3 separate regions of the Gossypium hirsutum genome follow, and all the other regions are linked to region 1. Evidence: chromatin contacts called from public Hi-C data. All regions are on one chromosome and are shown on one strand. Each heading gives the region's core, a stretch centred on a gene start, on an enhancer-like site or on the middle of the called end of the contact. The rest is flanking DNA. Distances are from core to core; before and after follow the strand shown.

Region 1 (4,496 bases), core at 1,266-3,765:
AAGCATTTTTTTCAGTACTGAATGAAGAATTTCTATAGATAAATTTTCTACACAATATCAGGTATCATTGGTTCTTTCCTGAGTAAATTCTTTTGCCTTCTAATTTCTTTTTTCTACTAGTCGAATTCCTATTCCTTTGTTCCTCTTCTTCCAAAGCCCTCTCTTTCCCTTTGCTATTACTATTCTAAGAAATTATGTCAAGTTCCACTGAAACTAGCCATGCCATGGACACTACCATGATCCAACCCACTATATTTTCAATCCCAGAAACTGAAGAGTTGCAAAACATTCGACCTGCTTATTGATTGAATGGTGAGAATCATATGAAATGGTCACAATTGGTTCGTACATTCTTGAAGGGTTGAGGGAAATTGAGTCACATGTTGGGCAAAGGCCACCCAAAAGATCCTAAATTGCAAGCATAGTATGAACAAGACTCCATGGTGGTGTCTTGTTATAGAATTCGACGCTTCTAGAGATTAGTGATTCATGTATGTTTCTTCCTTTTTCCAAAGGAAATTTGGGATGCTATTAAGCAGACCTATTCCAAGATCAATGATGTTGCACAAATCTATGAAATTAAGACAAACATTTCAGCAACCAAATAAAGGAATTGATCTGTTATAGGATATTTGAGTCTCTTGCAAGGTTTATTGTAGGAACTAGACCACTATCAAAGCATAAAGATGAGTTGTGGTGAGGATGTTGCAAGAACAGAGGGAGAAGATTAAGGTCGAGAAAATAAGCGCTAGTGGTACATAAAAACATAACTGGACAGATATCTATCAATCCATCTATCAGTTGCTTACCTTATACACATGTAATATTTTATCCTCTAAAATAAAATGTTAAATAATCAACAATTGCAGTATAGAAACCTAGGTTGCAAATCCATCAAGAATGCATAAGAGAGTTTAGGTAAGAAAATGAGAAACATCGTCACTAAAAATTTAAGCAAACCTCATAATTAGTGATAACACCATTGTGAACAACCAAGAAGTCATTCCAGAGCCAGAAGTCTGAGGATGACTATTCCTTGGAGCAGGCACCCCATGGGTAGCCCATCTGGTGTGTGCTATACCAGCATGGGTAGTAAAGGATTCCTCCAAGTTCAACTCTGTTGCAGCTACCTCTGAAAGTACCAAAACCACCATTAATTCAACCACTAAGCCTATGGAAACACAATTAAATAAATAAAAGTGGCCATTGGAGGCAAACAAGTCTTTTTCTTTTTCTTCTTCTTCTTCTTCTTTCTAATATTAACATCCTACAGATAAAGAACATAAGAGAACTACAGCTTTTTCACTCAAAATGAATTCTTCTCATAAAAAGTGATAATTAAATTGTGAGAAACAATTAAAATAACATTTTATTCACTGATAAACAAGTCATATACTTCCATTATAAGATATGCTGCTGCAATGAATGTATAATATGTTCCAAGATTTATTAAAAATAAAAATAAAAATAAATTGTACTATTTAATTAATTAACTTACATTTCAGCTTCAGCTAACCCCGTGGAAATTAAAGTAATAATAGTAATAATAATTAACGATATATATATGAAGGATCAACTTACACAATTACACATTTTCATAACTTCGTATATAATTAACAATTTTAACTATCCAACTGTTATACTTAATAGTCTATTCATGTAGATGAATTGAGCTTTGAGTAAATTACAAATGTATAACTAGTTTTTGAATTGTAAAACATTCAACCCTTAAATATATACAAGTAAAAGATAGTATTTTCAATCAATGATACGAGAGAGATATATCAAATCCATTTTTAGAGTAGAATTATTATGATCGAATAGGTAAAATATCATTCATATAAAAAGTGATGTGTGTATATAAACTAATTACAATAAGAGCATCCCTTCCTGCTATTTACTTTTCCTTTAAGTTGCTACCACTACTGGACCCGCCAAACCTGGTCTTGTAAGCCTAACTTGACCTGACCCAAACCGATTAAGAAGCGAGTAGAACCAGGTTGTCTGCACAAGCCGACAGGCCGACACCGTTAAGAACCCAGGTTGAGTTCCTTTTTCTTAGAACCGAGAAAATCCGAAAAATCAGAACTCTGAAAGAGAAATCGAAGAGTTCATAGGTTACCTTGGTAAACGGATTTGACGAGGGACTCGATGTTGCCTTCCTGTCGGAAAACGAGAGGGGAAGAAGAGAGAGAATTGATGGAGGATGGTTGAGGGGTGTTTGGATTGCGAGAAACTGAGAAGTAGTCATCGATGGAAATTCCAGCGGAATCGTAGCCTCTATACTCGAGACGACGAAGGCCATTGAAGAGAACTTGAAGAATATACCTTCTTTCTCTGTTCACGTTGTAATTCAAATACGCAAATATTCCACACATTTCCTTCACTCAAATTTTCCAATTGGAGAAATAAATCGAAATTCTGAGGAAAGAGGATAAAAATGATCTGGCTTCTGATTCGATCTTTGTTCCCCTCAGTTTTTCTGGAAGAGATCAGATGGATATAATTTTGACTTTTGACTTTCGCTATTCTGACTTTTTTTTGTTAAAAACGGGTCAACTCTAAAAATAGTCTTTTTTTTTTTTTTACTTAGTTTATATTACATTTTAGTCACCGAGTCGTTAACTGCCGTTAATGGTATAACGCTAAGCTGATTTGACAAGTTTAACAATTATTTCAAATAAAAATTTTAGGTTAATTTATACAAATAGTCCCCTTATTTGCTCATTTTGAGCAATTTAATTTTTTTCTTTTATGTTTTTTAACTTTATTTTTTTCTTTATTTTCCATTATCTTCTATTTCTCCTTCTGTTTTCCTCTCTTCTCCATTTCTTTTAACGAGTTTTTTCATGTTTTCCATTTGTTAAAATTAGTCTCTATACTTTTATTTTTTGAACAATTTAATTTTTTTGAGTGAGGCAGCTTGTGGACTAGTTTCAACAAATGAAAAACATAAAAAAGCTATGTTAAAAGAAATGAAAAAGGGAGGAAAACAGAGGAAGAAGCAGAAGAGAATGGGAAAAAGTGAAAGTTAAAAGAATATAAAAGAAAAAATTAAATTACTCAAAATAAAAAAAATATAGAAACCAATTGTAAAATTTAACCTAAAATTTTCGTTTGAAATGATGATTTAACATGCCACATCAGCTTACTATTACACTGTTAATGGCAATTAATGGCTTATGACTAAAATGTTACAACGCGATAACGTAAGTGACTAAAAGGTAACATTTCAAACATAAGTGACTAAAATGTAACCTGAGGTAAACAAGAGTGATTATTTTAGTAGTTTACCCAAAAATAATTTGGGATTTTTTTATTAGCGGAAATGGCATAGTTGTTATTTCGTTCAGAAGTCAGGGTTAATTCTTTTCTTAAGCTAGTAACCATTTTGTTTTATCTATTTTTGGCAAATTGCCTCTGACGGTTCTGTGACGAGGGCTAAACTCTAGTCCACTTTTGGGCAAACCGTTTTATATCAAACGCTATTTATTTTTGGGCAAACTGTTAAAATAGCCACTTTTATTTACCTCAAGTTACATTTTAGTCATTTATGTTTGAAATGTTACATTTTAGTCATTGACGTTATCACGTTGTACCATTTTAGTCACTGAGCTGTTAATTGTCGTTAATAGTGTAACCGAAAGCTGATGTGACATGTTAAATCATTATTTCAAATAAAAATTTTAAGTTAATTTATACATTCGGTCCCCATATTTTTTTTGTTTTGAGCAATTTAATTTTTTTTCTTTTATATTCTTTTAACTTTTTTTCTTTTTTTTTCATTCTCTTCTGATTCTCCCTTTATTTTCTTCCCTTCTACATTTTTTTAACGTAGTTTTCTATATTTGTCATTTGTTAAAACTAGTCTCTATACCTTTATTTTTGAACAATCTAATTTTTTAGAGTGAGGCAAGCTTGTGAACTAATTTTAACAAATGGAAAACATAAAAAAATTACGTTAAAAGAAATGAAGAAAATAGGAAAACAAAGGGAGAAACAGAAGAGAATGAAAAAAAAGAAGTTAAAAGAGCATAAAAGAAAAAAATTAATTGCTCAAAATGAAAAAAAAATATAGAGACTAATTGTAAAATTTAACCTAAAATTTTCATTTGAAACTATGATTTAACTGTCACATCAGCTTACCATTATACAGTTAACAGTAATAAACGGTTCAGTGACTAAAATGTTACAACACGATAACATAAGTGACTAAAACGTAACATTTCAAACATAAATGACTAAAATGTAACCTGAAGCAAACAAAAGTGACTATTTTAGTAGTTTATCCTTCTTTTTTAATGCATATTGTTTCCAGACCTAATTAATGAGTTTTTATTAATAAACATATAATTTTCAAGTTTTTTATTTTATGTTTTTAATTAATAATTTATTTATTTATATAGACAAAATAATAAATATGTAGTTATATAATGAATATATATATTTTTATATATATCATTACGTTAAACATATTTTATTCTTTTAAGAAATCA
Region 2 (4,234 bases), core at 1,202-3,701, 130 kb after region 1:
GGATTGGCTGAACTGAACTAAAAAAACCGATTGAATCGATAGTTGAACCAATTTCGAATAGGTTTGACCAATTAATTCCCAAAGTGATCGATCAGACTAGTTTAAAGCAAATAAGTTATTTAAAAAATAAACATATTAAAAAATTATAAAAATCAGTTCAATTTATTTTTTTATCTCAGTTTAACCAGTTCATACCAATTCATGGGTGAACTTGTGTTTTACCTCTCACCAAATCAATATCCAACCTAGTTCTTGGTCCGACCGATCTGATTTAAGTAACATTGAATTTTGGAAATTTTTATATTTTAAAAATATTTTTATTTTTGAATTTTAAAGAGTTTTTTTTCATATTTTTAGTTTTTTAAAATATAATTTTTAAAATTTTTATGCATTTTGTTTGAATATGAAAAATTTTAAGTTCTTTTAAAAAGTTTACATTATTTTTAAAGGGTATGAAGTAGATTGACAAAAAATTATAAATATTGAGGGCTGGAAAAGTCGGTTGACTGTAAATTTATACGGATTGATTGAATTGGGTTAAAAAAATTAGTTGAATCAATTTTTATAATTTTTTATTTTTGATATTTTAATAATTTAATTGCTTTGAATAGGTCAAATCGATTATTCAGGGAGCCAATTGATCAATCTAGTTGAAATCAGTTCAATTATCGGTGAAATCGGTCTTTTAACTTAGTTCAACTAGTCTGTATTGGTTTACGGGTCAACTAATTTTTTTACCTCTTATTGAATTGATATCCCAGTCGATTCTCGATCCAATTGGTCGATCTGGTTTGGTTTAGAAAACATTGAATTTTGAACTTCTTTAATATTTTTAAAATTATTTTTATTTTTTTGAATTTTAAAGTGTTTTTATTTTTTTAAATATAACTTTTAATTTTTATGGTTTTATTTAAAATGTGAAAAAATAATTTTAAAATTTATTTAAAAAAATATGTACCACTAAAGGTAATGACCACATTGACAAAAAAAAACAAAACACTATGAATATTGAAGGCTAAAAATGTTATTTTACTTTTAACATCATTAACTTAAATGACAAACGAGAGATTCAAGATTTTTAAATAAAAAAGTACAGGGTTTTAATATTTCAAAATTAAAGGATAAAAATTAAATTTTAAATTTGAGAAGAGCATAGAGAAATTTGAAAAATTTAAACCATTATTAAATTATAGGTTAAAAATATCTTATTAAAAATTTAAATAATACAAATATTAATATTTTAAAAATTGATCCTCCAAAAAGGGTAGGCACCCCTAAAGAGATGACTTGAAAAGAAGTTCTTGGCAAAGCACATATGAAAAGGAAAGGAATCAAAAGGAAATAAAAGTAAAGAAAACGTGAAGCAAAGAAGTCTTGTAGAGCTGGGAAGAGCCAAAATAAAAAACACAAAAATATATATAAAAAAACGCATTTTACAATTATTGTAATTTTAACTTCCTTCCTGATTTTCGTGAAATTAAAATTTCTAAATGAAAATAAGTGCATTTTTGAGTTTATATTTTCTCAAAAAAAAACGTTAATTTATTTTTATATTAGATAAATATAATTATTTATGTATGCAATATATAAATAGAAAATAATATTATATCAATAATTGTGTTAATAATTTACAAGAATTGGATTAAATAAAAAAATTATGTAAAAAATTACACAAAATCAAAATTTATGTATGCGATTACACATTAAACTATAGTTCATGTATAATTTTGATATTTATCTCTTTATTAATTAATTATCTAAAATATCCAAAAATTTATCTAAATGAAAGTCAAACCCTTTCCAAATTTATAATGAAAATAAATCTAAAATAATGGATTCAAATATAAAAGAAAAGATTGATAATTAGTTGAAAATTTAAGAACAAATACATAACAAAAGTTCAACACTCTTATAGTGTTCTGCCGGTACCGCTTGATATATTGGCGACACTAGACTAAAATGTGATCAATTAAAATATCAAGGACCTGATATGAAAATTTCCCTTTAAATTTACTTTTGAAAAAGCACAAACCTTAAATAGGGTTAATTATTTTGCAAACCCTCTTTGTTTATTCCCTTTTAACACAAAAAAAAATAGTAGAAGTCTTTTACCAATTAGTCAAAAAAAATCTCTTACCAATTAGTCCAAAAAGAATTTATACTAAAAAGTATTTTTTGTAAAGAAGTCGATTCACCGAAAATAAATTTAATGTATTTTTCGAAAAATAAATTTTCTATTCAAATTATGTTTAACAATAATCATAATAATTTTCTTTCGCTTATATTATACTTGGAAATTATAAATTTAATAAATAATTATAATTTATAGATAATAAAAAAATAAAAAAATAAAGATAAAAAATTGACTGTTGAATAAATGGAATCGCTTATGAATTTCGTGTATTTTACTTTACAGTTATTAATCGAGAATGTGAGCACTTCTGGTTCTTACAACATTAATAAATAACAATTAAAAGAAAAAAGGAAGAGGCAAACACGAAGCATGAGCGACCGACGTTTTCATAGTATACAAGAAAAATACCTTAGACTCCTCGTGCTTCAGCTTTACAAAAAGGACGCATCATTTGGCGTTGAAAACGCGCATTTCTATCCTCCTCCTACTCCTTCTTCTTCTTCTTCTTCTTCTTCTTCATGAATTTTGGTCTCCGTCTATGCCACTTCTCCCTCGTTGTCTTTCTCTCCTACCTTCTTTGAATCTTCTTTGGATTTTTAAATTTTAACAAAAACCCTAGGCAAAACAAAAAAACCAATAACGAAATTAAGTTTGAAATTCGTAGAGCCAAAGAGAGAGGGAGAGAGAGAGGGGGGTGATTGTTTGTAATCGTTAGAGATGATGGATCTAAGGAGATTAGCGTTGGTGGTTGTGACTGTTGCGGTGACGGTGGTGGGTGAATTCGGTTGTGGTTGTTTTGGGAACGTGTTGACTTTAAATGTGTTACGTAAATTTGCAGGCCACGGAAAGAATTTAAGTGCATTGAGAGCTCATGATATCCGTCGTCATGGTAGGCTTCTCTCTACTATCGGTGTGGATCTCCCTTTAGGTGGCAATGGTCATCCTTCTGAAACTGGGTTAGTTTTCTTTCTTTCTTTCCCTGAATTACTTTTGGTTCTATGTATAAATATTTGTGTTCCTTTATATGTTATGTTTGAAGGAATTCTTTTTGGAGTAAAACCGAATCAGGTGAAGGGAATTCTTATTTTTCCTTTCCAGGAGAATTTTAGTTTGGCTGAATTTTGATGTTTCTCTATGATGATGGTTAATTATAGTAGAGTTCACTTATTGCATGAGGTCCGATTGCTGCAAGAAAGGATTTTTTATTTTATTTTAAATTTCTTATTCAGAGGGTCAGGTATGATTGAATTTATTATTATTTTCAATTACTTTTGAGTTTTATCTTATTTAGTTGAAAATTTCAGCTGGTTAAAGTCCATGGTGCCTTTGGTTAAATGCTTAATTGCCCTCTAATTCCACCCAATGCATATACTTAATAATTTTTTTAAAGCTAATGGTAGCTTAATATTCAGCTGATTTGCTCTATTGGATCTATCAGAAATAGGGGTTAATTTTCTTTGCATTAATTTTGTTTTGGGGTGCTAGTTTATCTCTCATTTTCTTAATCTTTTTCAGGCTTTATTTTGCTAAAATTGGATTAGGAAATCCATCAAAGGACTATTATGTGCAAGTTGATACTGGAAGTGACATTCTATGGGTGAATTGTGCTGGTTGTGACAAGTGCCCCACAAAAAGTGACCTCGGTGTATGTTCATTTTATAACTAGATCTTAATCTCTGTAGAGTACTATGTCTAGTTTAAAGTTGTGGCTATTGTGTTCTTTTTATTATGATAAATTTTTGTTGTGAAAACATTTATTGTTTGGTTACTCTATTGCAGCTAGGATTAACATTATATGATCCAAAGAAGTCCTCCACTTCAAGCCTGGTTTATTGTGATCAAGATTTTTGTACTTCGACATATGATGGTCCACTCCCTGGTTGCAAGTCCAATCTTCAGTGCCAATATAATGTTGTTTATGGTGATGGAAGCTCAACAGCTGGATACTTTGTAAAGGACAATATGAAACTGGAGCAGGTGACTGGTAACCTTCAAAGTAGATCTACAAATGGGACTGTTGTATTCGGGTGAGTTGGAATTCTGATGGATTCTGATTTTTCAGGACACAGCTTAGTTTTCTGCTATTGTTGCTTACTTGCT
Region 3 (4,501 bases), core at 117-2,616, 220 kb after region 1:
AGGTGAGAATGGAACTGTTTCACTAGTTAGGATTATCAGAAACTGATAAACAATTTAGCATTCGATTCACTATCTTCCTTCTTATTAACTCTTTCCCTTTCATCTCAGTATATCACCAGACACGATTCTCATCTTGAATCTATCTGAACTGAGACTTTGAACTTTTTTTCTTTGTTCAATCTTTCTTGAACTTAAACTATACTAGCAAAAATAAGTAAAATTTTACTAGAGTTAATAGGCGAGTTATCTACTCTAAAGAAGGTTCACAAATATGGTTCACAAATATATATAAACGGCCTTCTCTTCATATAATGTATGAATATCAAGTTCCATGCCTAGCTGCTATTCATTATAATAGAAAAGCAACAAAACTATTGTTTAAACACAAAAAACAACAATTTATTTCAGCTAAATATAAGTATGAAATGTGAAGCATTTCAATACACCCGCATCTCAAATAACAATTAGAACCATTAAATGATCATTTAAAGCAACAAAATCACCAAAAATTCAGAAAAGAAAAGAAAAGAAAAAAAGAACCCTAAAAGTTCCCTGAAATAGCCGCCTCCACATAATCAATTTTGGTCAAGAGAAAACGTCAAAAATTAATTACCTGCTTAAGTTGACCTCGTTTCTTGGACAAATTAACGATTTGTTCGTTGAGAGACTTCCAATCTTTAGCTTCAAAGCAAAGCAGCAAAATGTCAGTAACCGCTTTCTTGGTTCCAGCGACATCGCCGGCGAAGCGCATCTGCTTCTCAACATTAAGCAACTGGTCGATCGCCGCCTCCAAATTTCCGTTTTTAACCTCCTGTAAGATCTCCCAAATGAAAAAGGAAAATTGGTGAGAATTTGGAGTAGAAAAAAATGGAGATTTCAGATCTGAAGAGAAAAGAAGGGACGATTAATAACGGAAGGTTTACCATAGCTTCAGGCTTCAGATGACAAAACCCAGCGGCAAGAAAATGAAAATCCAAACTCTGTTTTTGCTTTAGTTGAGGAAATAACAAGAAAAGCAGATTTTAAATCCGAACCGGACAACCATGTCAAAACGGGTTCTAATTTTTTCTATTTGGTACATATGGAATACAAGGTTTTTTCGCTAATTTTTATAACTATGCTGAAAAAAAGAGAAGAAAATAGGCAGAAATTTTTAAAATTTATCTATTTATATTAATTTTGAAGAGAGAATAAAAATCGACAATTATTCCAACTATAATTTTTCCAACCGTTAAAAGATACTAATAATCAACCTCAATGTGCGCACGAATATGAAGACGATGAGGAGTCACCAACCCAAATAGTGCGACGGAATTTAGGCGTGCTCGACGCTCACCCGATTGTGGCATACATTCGGGACACCAATGATTATGTTATTTTTAATTTTCCCAAGTTGTATAAATTATTTTTCATCCCAAATGTACACTTATTTACAATATACAAAATAAATTATTAACTTAGTTTGTTTTGTAATAATATACAAAAATTTTTGTACTTAAATAACACTATAATAATTACAACTTAGCAAGTAAATACCTCTAAAATAGTAACAAAATTAATAATAAAATAAGAGTTATATATCCAAATAAAAAAATAGTAGCAATATAATAACAACAAAATGGCAGCAAACAACAGTGAAGAATTTTAAGCAAATTCGGGTCGGATAGGGCCCAAAAGATCTTACCCGAGCCCCGACTCGTTTAGAAAACGAGCATTATTTTTTGTTCAAACCCATTTTTCACATCTATATTTTTGCTCAAACCCTCTCACATTAGGTCTACTCCCATTAAAAGCTCTAACATAAGTCTGACATGATTTATTTTTGACAAGTGAACCAATCATTAAATACCACATAACATAATTTACCACATCATAAATGTTGTATATTACTTCAAATGATTAAAATATAATTTGCCCAATACTAATTTTTAACTAAAATAAAAGAAAAATAATAATTAAATAGTTGAAAAAATACATAAATCTGAACTCATCTCTTTCCTCAAATTTTAACTTAGAATTAAAAAAAAACATAAAAAAACTTTGATAGAAGAAGAAACCCCATTTAGAGAAATCGATAAACTGTCTAAAAAGAAAATATTTAATCTTTTTGAGTCTTAAATTTGACCTATTGAAGAGGGAAGTTCTGAAAGTCGCACAGAAAGAAGTTAGAGAAATCTTTATAGTTATGAAATATTTGAAGATTCATGCTTTGAATTGATTGTTTGAAGGGAAAATGGAAACCCCATCAAAGATCTCACTTAAAGAATGGATCTCAAAGTCAATTCCACTCATCAAAGATCTCACTCTACTTTCCCTCGATGTTCATGCTTCTCGAGGAACGTGACAAAGCTTGTTGCTTAGAAGAAAGGTTCAACTTTATTTTGGTACTCCTCTCCTTTGTGAAGAGAGAGTAGAAACAATGACACCGTTAATGGTGACAACATCAACAGAGGAGATGTAAGAGGAGGAGGAGCTCTCAAAAGAAGAGGGAACGTTGAGCCAATTGCCATCAATTTCCTTCAAAGAGGAGGTGGTTGATGTCTCAATTTTTAGGGTTAAACATTTTTTTTAAGAAAATGGTTAAATTCATTGGGGGATTAAAATGATAATTTTTTTTATTTTACTTAAATTTAAAAATTTAGAAATAATTCTATGTTAGATTTCCTTATATTTCCATTTGAGTTTTTAATAGAATAATTGTTAGAGTAACTTCTATGTTGTTCTATATCTCCATGAATCTAGGAACTTTTGATTGCATTGTATTATTTGGTCTACGTACCAGAATTGATAACATTCGAGATTATGTAATATTATACGCAAAAGATTTTTTTTTGGTTCTCTTGGCTTTATGTCTCTTATCTTTAAGAGGTCTTCCTCCATTAACAAATCTTTTCAAAAAACTCTAATTATTCTGGTGTGGATGGCAAATAGACTTATATTTATTGGTTCCATAGTACTCCTTACAAGCATTGTTTCTACCTATTATTATCTAAAAACAATCAAATTATTAATGACTAGACGAAACCAAGAAATAACCTCTCACGTGCGAGATTATAGAAGATTCCTTTTAAGATCAAATAATTCTATCGAAATGAATATAATTATATATATATATATGATAGTCTCTACTATAATAAACTATGTAAAGTAAATACCTATTTAAAATAACTTTTTTATGGTTAAATGATTATCGGTGTAGTTTACCGGCAATAATTCATCAAATACAAATCGGACAAATGATAGGGATGAAGTTTTTTTTTTTCTATATGTTTATGATCTACCATGATTGGATCCCCATCAAATGTGGGGCCTCAACTACCAACATATAAATGGCTTGTAATGCAACTTTTGACTTTTGTACAGTTTGAAAAGAGGGCATTGAAGAAAATAAAGGTAAAAATATCTCACACATCCCTCCCAATTTTAATATTAAGCAAATTGTTTTTTTTTAACTTGAAATAATTTAATCCCGTCAATTTTGAAAGTAAGTAACTAAAGACATTTAATTATGACATCAATATTTTCTGCTAATTTTATATCATTTTGATTGGTATAATAACAAATTCAATTCTCGATGTTTATATATTTGTGTAAATATTGACAGAATATGTAATGTTAGGTGCTACATTTGCTAAATCAAGACTAAGTTGATAGAATTTATAAATATTGCGAGTTAAATTTACTAAATCAAGACTAAATTGACAGAATGTGTAAACTTTAAAGGCAAAATTTGTTAAAAAAACATAACAAAAAACATTAATATTGTAATTAATTGTCCTTAGTTGCTCACTTTTAAAATTCAGAGGGATTAAATTGCTCTGATTTTTCAGAGGGACTAATTTGCTCCATAGCAAAATTGAGAGGGAGCAGAGAGTTATTTTTTCCTAAAATAAATGTTTTGGAAAAGTAATGGGTGCTTTCTCTGAACTTAGCTGAACGAACCTCGTATGAGTTCCTTTGTAACATGTTATTAGGTTAAGCAGGTTACCCTCCTCCATTGACGGACAAATTATCATATGACAAGACAAGTACTTGTCTAGATTGAAAGGGAAGTCAACTAAGGAACCTAACTCAAGCTGTAGCTAATATATTATGATGCATGGATTTACCATATTAATAGAGTTGAAACCTGATTGAAGAAGGAAGCAGGAAATTAGAAATCTAATAGTTATATTATGACAGATCACCAGCAGAGGATTCATCCTGTGGTGGACGTCGAAGCACCAGCTCCGTCGACGCCTTTGGTGCCTCATGGATCGGCTACATCGGAGAAAGGCAGCCCGATTCAACAGCGTCCACTACAACGAACCATTCCGGTGAGGCCGCCACCACCACCACCAAGGAAGCGAAGCTGTTGTTGCAAGTGCATATGTTGGACAGTTAGTCTCATTGTCGTCCTCCTCATAATCCTGGGTGCCACTATCGGCATTCTCTACCTTGTCTTCCGCCCCCAACTCCCCAAATACTCCATTGATAGCCTGAGAATAAGTGATTTGAGGCT

The links. A called contact is a pair of places that touch in the nucleus more often than the background predicts.
Region 2: a contact with region 1 is called in a Hi-C map of leaf, with 3 times the contacts expected there. The contact joins the promoter of LOC107960874 here to the promoter of LOC107940460 in region 1. A contact is called at or near these places in 18 of 34 Hi-C or Micro-C datasets (anther, callus, fibers and 3 more).
Region 3: a contact with region 1 is called in a Hi-C map of leaf, with 1.8 times the contacts expected there. The contact joins the promoter of LOC107959404 here to the promoter of LOC107940460 in region 1. A contact is called at or near these places in 3 of 34 Hi-C or Micro-C datasets (leaf and petal).

Annotation. Positions count from the first base shown.
Region 1 is chrD04:3,610,588-3,615,083 of Gossypium_hirsutum_v2.1, forward strand. It overlaps LOC107940460 (glutamine--fructose-6-phosphate aminotransferase [isomerizing] 2), which reads right to left and starts at 2,516. Exons shown (of 12, transcript XM_016873890.2): 1 at 2,123-2,516; 2 at 1,007-1,132; 3 at 961-1,004. The coding sequence starts at 2,378.
Region 2 is chrD04:3,743,460-3,747,693 of Gossypium_hirsutum_v2.1, forward strand. LOC107960874 (aspartic proteinase 36) reads left to right here and starts at 2,452. Exons shown (of 11, transcript XM_041091709.1): 1 at 2,452-3,090; 2 at 3,650-3,779; 3 at 3,914-4,161. The coding sequence starts at 2,852.
Region 3 is chrD04:3,833,342-3,837,842 of Gossypium_hirsutum_v2.1, forward strand. LOC107959404 (26S proteasome non-ATPase regulatory subunit 12 homolog A) reads right to left here and starts at 1,367. Exons shown (of 13, transcript XM_016895463.2): 1 at 1,243-1,367; 2 at 924-980; 3 at 614-811. The coding sequence starts at 926. LOC107961394 (NDR1/HIN1-like protein 6) reads left to right here and starts at 3,996. Exons shown (of 1, transcript XM_016897538.2): 1 at 3,996-4,501. The coding sequence starts at 4,176.